Regions from separate parts of the Macaca mulatta genome. Here region 1 is linked to region 2. The links are chromatin contacts, called in public Hi-C maps. All regions are on one chromosome and are shown on one strand. Each heading gives the region's core, a stretch centred on a gene start, on an enhancer-like site or on the middle of the called end of the contact. The rest is flanking DNA. Distances are from core to core; before and after follow the strand shown. Region 1 holds the start of CENPS (centromere protein S). Region 2 holds the start of DFFA (DNA fragmentation factor subunit alpha).

Region 1 (3,357 bases), core at 479-2,978, 43 kb after region 2:
TCCAGCCTGGACAAGAGCGAAAACTCTGTTTCAAAAAAAAAAAAAAAAAAACAGGGCAGGCAGGACCAAAGAGACAAGATGAGTAAATGGAACGCGCCATCCTTAACGGAATCCTGAAGGAAAAAAGACAGTTAAAAGAAACATCTTTAGGACAAGTGGGGGCACGTGACCATGGATTGCACGTTCAACAGCGTTTCATCAATATTAAACTTCCTGAGTGGGATAATTTATGGAGATGATGTAGGAGAATGCCTTGTTCTTTTTTTTTCTTTTTTTTTGAGATGGAGTCTCGCTCTGTTACCCAGGCTAGAGTGCAAAGGTGCGATCTCGGCTCACCGAAACCTCCGCCTCCCGGGTTCAAGCAATTCCCCTGCCTCAACATCCCAAGCAGCTGCGATTACAGGCGCCCACCACCACACTCGTCTAATTTTTGTACTTTTAGTTGAGAGGCGGTTTCCATGTTGGCCAGTCTGGTCTCGAACTCCTGACCTCAAGTGATCTGCCCACCTCGGCCTCCCAAAGTTCTGGGATTACAGGAGTGAGCCACCGCGCCCAACCAATGCCTTGTTTTTGGGAGATGTGTACTAAAGAATTAAAATCTAAAGGCGAACTGTCAAAATATCTGCAATTAATTCTCCAATCAGGGAGGAAAAAAAGCAAGAGAGCAAACAGAGCAAAATGCTAACTAGTGGTGAATCGAGGTGACGGGCATCTAGGCGTTCTGTACCATGTTCTTGCAACTTTTCTGAAGGTTTGAACTTCTCAAAATACAAGGGACAGGGTAGACAGCTGCTACAATGTAACTTTGTAGAGAGGAAACTCCCGCGTCTGGAGCTCATTCCCGCGTTTCTTCAATTCGTCTTTAAAGTCGCCACTCCGGGTCTTGCTTTTCGCCTCTTCACAGCACAGTAAGGTTCTCAGCCTCTGCCGCCCAGTATGCCCCGCGCTGATAAAAGGAAAGAATGGGATGCCTGCAGCTACCCTAACAGGTGGTTATTCTTACGACGATTTTGCAGAGAAGAAAATTGCATTTGGGCCGAGTCGGTACGATCACAAGTTGGCGCGGCGGAGATTCGAACCCACATCTAAGGACGAGCTCTGGTCCTGACTGGTCCGCACCGCGTCCCTGCATCTGTAACGAGGGGTCGACCCCTCCAGCAGCGTTCCAGAGCTCCTGCCGGAACCGCGCACCGCGCTACGGGCGTCACCTCGAGTGTCTCTAATGCCGACGTTCCACCCTCACAACAACCCCATCTGAGAAGGGGAAACCGAGGCTTCATCGCAAAGCCAGAAGGTGGCCTCTCCCCGCTGGACCCCGGAGCCCGCGCACTCCCCTAAAACCGCTTCCTCCCCAGCCCGCGCAGGCCAGGGTCCAGCCGCGTTGCCGCGGAAACCGCTTCCCAGCACCACCCGCGGCAGTTGAGCCGACGCAGGCGCAGCAGCAGCCGCGGGGGACGCCGGGGGCGTGGGGGCCCCGATGAGAGGCCAACTTGGGCTTCGGTGTCCTTTTCTGTCCTGAAACTCGACGCCGTCCTGCCCCAGCCCAGCCCGACCACCGTTTTCCTGTACCTGTTGGTAAGAGAATCGCTGCTGCTCCTCGGTCTCCGCCTCCTCCTCCATTATTGCGTGCTGAACCTGGGCAAATGCAGGAAGTCCGAGAAGGGGCGGTGGTGCGCGGCCAGGTCGGATATTCCCGCCGCGGCGCGAACGACGGGCTGCGCGGGCGGACAAAGTACGCAGCTCCGCCCTGCCTCGCGCGCCCCCTGGCGGCGCTCCGTTGAGAGAACTCCGCCGTCGGCCTCCAGCCAGCCCCCTGCTCAGGTTTCTCAACGGAGGTGGCCGGGCGAGGCGGAGACATGACCACCCAGGTCACTGCTGCACCCCAGAGCCTAATTCAGCACCTGGCACAGCGCTGAGCACCACTCTCCGCGAAACACACGTGTGCATAGGTGTGTGCATAGGTGTTCCAGTCTAGTGTAAAGGATGCATAGCCCACGATTTACAGATCATGTAACGCAGTACACATTATCAAGAGCTCCAAGCACCTGTACCTCAGGTGTATCTTGCAAAATCCACCATCAACTTTATCATTCTATCACCAACAATAGCGTCACAAAGTCAGACTACAATGAATGAACGCCCCGTGACCTCATTCAGCGAGTGGAACAGGAACTGCCTTGTTGCCATCGACAGGAGTATAATTCTGACACGAAGGTTACTGCTTTTCCTTTATGTTAACAATGAAGTGAAACCATCAAACCCAATTTTGGTTTGTTTTCATTGTTTTTTGAGAGGCAGGGGTCTCGCTGTGCCGCCCAGGCTGGAGTGCAGTGGCACGACCAAGGCTTACTGTAACCTCCACCTCCTGGGCTCAGGTGATCCTCCCACTCCAGCCTCCCAAGTAGCTGGGACCACAAGCCCGCATCAGCGCACCTGGCTAATTTCTATTTTTTGTGGAGACCAGGTCTCACTATTGTTGCCCAGGCTGGTATCAAACTCCTGGCTTCAAACAATCATCCCACCTCAGCCTCCCAAAGTGCTGGAATTACAGGTGTGAGCCACCATGCCCTGCCTGTATTTCTAGGTTTTTGTTTTGTTTCATTATTTTTTGTTTATTGCTTATATTTCTGTATTCTGCATTTGTCACGAGCGGTGCTACTTTTAGAACGGAAGGAAATCTCATAAAGCCATTCCTGTCTTCCTTTCTCATAGACATCCCTCAAGTTCCCTAAGCTTGCCGAGGGCTGAACCCCAGATCAAAGCTGATTGGAGCAATCAGCCTTCTGAGGACTTTCCTTTGCCCCTGCTCTGTGGGTGGCATCTGGAAATGACAGGCATTTCTCGCCTCTGTCCGCTGCTCCCTGTGGGCATCCCAGTCTACCTGGACAGTCCTCCAGCCCAAGCAGAGGAGGCCTCTGATGAATTTCCCTAGTGGGCAGTGTGGGGCTGGGCAGGGCAGACCATCCAGGGTGAGCCCAAGCCTGCAGCAGGAGAGCAGGCCGGGCGCTGGTTGGTGAGCAGTCCCACTCTAGAGCACACCGTGGCTGCAGAGCCCAGCTCCCTCCCTCGAACCTGGTGACCCCAAGCAAGTCACAGGACCTGGCCAAACTTCATGTCGTCATTTATCAATTGGGGACAGTAGTTCCAACCTCACAAGGCAGGTGTGAGGTTTTGAACAATTGCCTCCCATAAGAGCTAAAGAAATAGTTAACAGTTCGTCCCAGGCAGTTCCTGTGCTTCGTACCTGTGTGTTCCCTCATTTTAAAGCAGTTGCTTCCCAGGATTAAAGAACATTATTCCAGTGACATATGTGCAATACAGAGGCACTTAAGAGTCTCAGAGGCCAGGAGCGGTGGC
Region 2 (2,992 bases), core at 60-2,559:
CGCCAGCTCCTATTATAGTTGTGTTTTGATCAATATAGACTGCTTAAAAGGCATGACTTAATTAATAATTCCTCCTACTAAACGCTGTTTTAAATGCCTAAACTTTTCTTGAGATAAATATCTAATTTCCTCTCCCACGTTTTTTTTTTGTTTGTTTGTTTTTGTTTTTGTTTTTGTTTGAGACGAAGTCTTGCTCCTGACGCCCAGGCTGGAGTGCAGTGGTGCGATCTCGGCTCACTGCAACCTCCGCCTCCCGGGTTCAAGCGATTCACCTGCCTCAGCCTTCCAAGTAGCTGGGACTACAGACGTGCGCCATCACGGCCGGCTAATTTTTGTATTTTTAGTAGAGACGGGGTTTCACCATGTTGGCCAAGCTGGTCTCAAACTGCTGACTTCAGACCATCTGTCCGCCTCGGCCTCCCAAAGTGCTGAGATTACAGGGGTAAGCCGCCGCCCCCGGGGCCCTCACCCACGTTTTCATAAACAAAATATGAGGTGGGAGGATGGCTTGAGCCCAGGAGATCAAAACTGCAGTGAGCCATCATCGCGCCACTGCACTCCAGCCTGGGAGACAGAGCAAAACGCTGTCTCAAAAAAAGAAAAAAAAACAAGGAAGGAAACTGTCCCCCGAATGAATAAATATGAGCAGATAATTACTTCTAGTTTACATAAAATGCCCTCTTTTAAGAGAGGAACTTTTTGATCATTTTTATTACTATTCGTTTATCTTAGATGTTAATTTTTCAGGAAGAAAAAAACAAACTTTTCCGTAGTAGCAATATTAAAACAAAGATGAGTATGTTGTCAAGAGGCATCTGAACAATCTCCAGCAGTGCCGAGGTTCGCATTTCCCCTTTCCTCTCCGATGCATTTGAGACTTTAATGCTTACTATGTTTATTTAAGCATTTTATTCTGAGACCCCAAACTAATTTGCACAGTTGAAGCAGGAAATAGAATGGGTGGAAACATGCAGGTGTCTGTTATTAGCATCATGCATCTCATATGCGAATAGAAATGCTCTAAAAATTCAATACCGTATACAGGCATGTGCATCGTCATGCAAAATAAGTCTCTATTGGCCTTATTTTTGAATGCGCGAATGCAGCTCCTAAATACGAGGTAAAAACAACTCCTAGGCTGAATCGCGCGATAGAACGAAAGCAGCTTTAAACCCAGAGACTACAGTTTCCGGCATGCCTCGACGCCACATGTGATTAGCGGCAACTAGAACTACATCTTCCGGCGTGCCCTGGTCTCACGTGTGATTTCCTGCGGAGCAAACTACATCTCCCGGCAGGCTGCGGAAGGGGGTCGAGTAGGAGGGCCGCCGCTCCCGCCTCCCGCGGCTTCTGGAAGCCGGGCAGGTCCCACTTTGGAGAGGATGGAAGTGACCGGGGACGCCGGGGTACCAGAATCTGGCGAGATCCGGACTCTAAAGCCGTGTCTGCTGCGCCGCAACCACAGCCGCGAACAGCACGGCGTGGCCGCCTCCTGCCTCGAAGACCTGAGGAGCAAGGGTTGGCTCGGGACCCCGGGCGAGGGGGTGGGGGAGCCGGGGCCGGGAGAGGACGTCCGGCGGGGGCGAGGCGGGGTCAGGAGAGGCGACTTGGGGATTCCTGTAGCTCGGGTGGAGCCTTGGAACAGAAATGGTCCAGGTAGGCTTAGCGATTTACAGATTTCAGGCGCTTGAGCGTAATTAATCTCGTGTGAGACTCCACAGTGGTGGGAAGAGAGCCAGGAAGCAAAGTGCACATTAAGCCAAACTCGGCTTAGGTCTCTTGCCTGAAATCACTTAGTTGTTGGACCAAGAGGAGCCCATTGGGTTCCTGCCACTCCGGCACACTCGGGTGGTACAAGAACCCCCAGCTGAGCCCACGGCGGGGTGGGGAGGGGTTTCCACCTTCCGCTCTGGCAGGAACCTATGCGGGAAAGAGGGAGCTGCTACTGACCATTTCTGGAGGTCCAGACAAGGAACGTGAGTTGTAAGTGACGGAGCCGACTGAAGTTCCGAGCCCGGCCCCATACCTTTACCAGCTGCTTGGCCTTGCAGTTAACCGTCTCTCAACCCTCAGTTTTCTCATCAGCAAACTGGGTATAATATTTACAGCCCTGCTTCAAAGGATTGTTGCTTCTCTCAAATAAGCTGATATATTTAAGTGACTCGCAAGTCTTATTAGCCGGTAGCAACAAATTGCTTACCTAAAGAAGTTTGACAGGTTAAATGTGTGAGCCAGCCCCAGGCATGTAGTCACAGTGTGTGTCAGAGGGGACAGTTGCTTACTCTCAGTCACCAACAGAGACCATATGGAAATTTTCAGAGGCCCATGAACAGCGAATGCATTATAAATGCTTTGGTGACATGGATTTTGCATATAAGCATTTATGTATGTTTTTCCTGACATTAGATTACTTCTAATTCCCCTTCAGTGCCTTGGCTGGATGTGCGTGGCACAGAGGCTCGTGTTCTCTGCAGCCCAGCCCATACATGCCTTGCTGTTCTATTGGGTGGCAGACAACACCGCTGAAGGATATTTGTAGTCTCTTGGCTATTTCTGCCCACTCCAGTCTCGTTAGTATTTGAAGCATTGCTATCACTAAATGGGATAGCACAGACCTGTCCTGGAGAAAACCTCTCGGCCAATGATAATATGAAAAGCTACTGATAGAAGCTTCCACTTCTTTTATACTTTCCCATAGGTTAAAAAAGAAGCTGCTAAGGAAGATATTGTGAAGAACAAAAAGCATTTTCTTTTTTTTTTTTTTTTTTTTTTGAGACGGAGTCTCGCTCTGTCGCCCAGGCTGGAGTGCAGTGGCGCAATCTCAGCTCACTGCAAGCTCCGCCTCCCGCCTTCACGCCGTTCTCCTGCCTCAGCCTCCCGAGTAGCTGGGACTACAGGTGCCCGCCACTGCGCACGGCTAATTTTTTCTATTTTTTTTAGTAGAGACGGAGTTTCACCATGGTCTCGATCTCCTGACCTTGTGATCCGCCCG

The links. Hi-C and Micro-C count contacts between places; a contact is called where the count stands out from the background.
Region 1: a contact with region 2 is called in a Hi-C map of cortical neurons, with 2.9 times the contacts expected there. The contact joins the promoter of CENPS here to the promoter of DFFA in region 2. A contact is called at or near these places in 2 of 14 Hi-C or Micro-C datasets (cortical neurons and liver).

What each region holds. Positions count from the first base shown.
Region 1 is chr1:230,305,730-230,309,086 of T2T-MMU8v2.0, forward strand. It overlaps CENPS (centromere protein S), which reads right to left and starts at 1,729. Exons shown (of 6, transcript XM_077974614.1): 1 at 1,570-1,729; 2 at 687-946. The coding sequence starts at 839. It also overlaps a transcript of DFFA not described here.
Region 2 is chr1:230,263,613-230,266,604 of T2T-MMU8v2.0, forward strand. It overlaps DFFA (DNA fragmentation factor subunit alpha), which reads left to right and starts at 1,310. Exons shown (of 6, transcript NM_001260683.1): 1 at 1,310-1,518. The coding sequence starts at 1,383.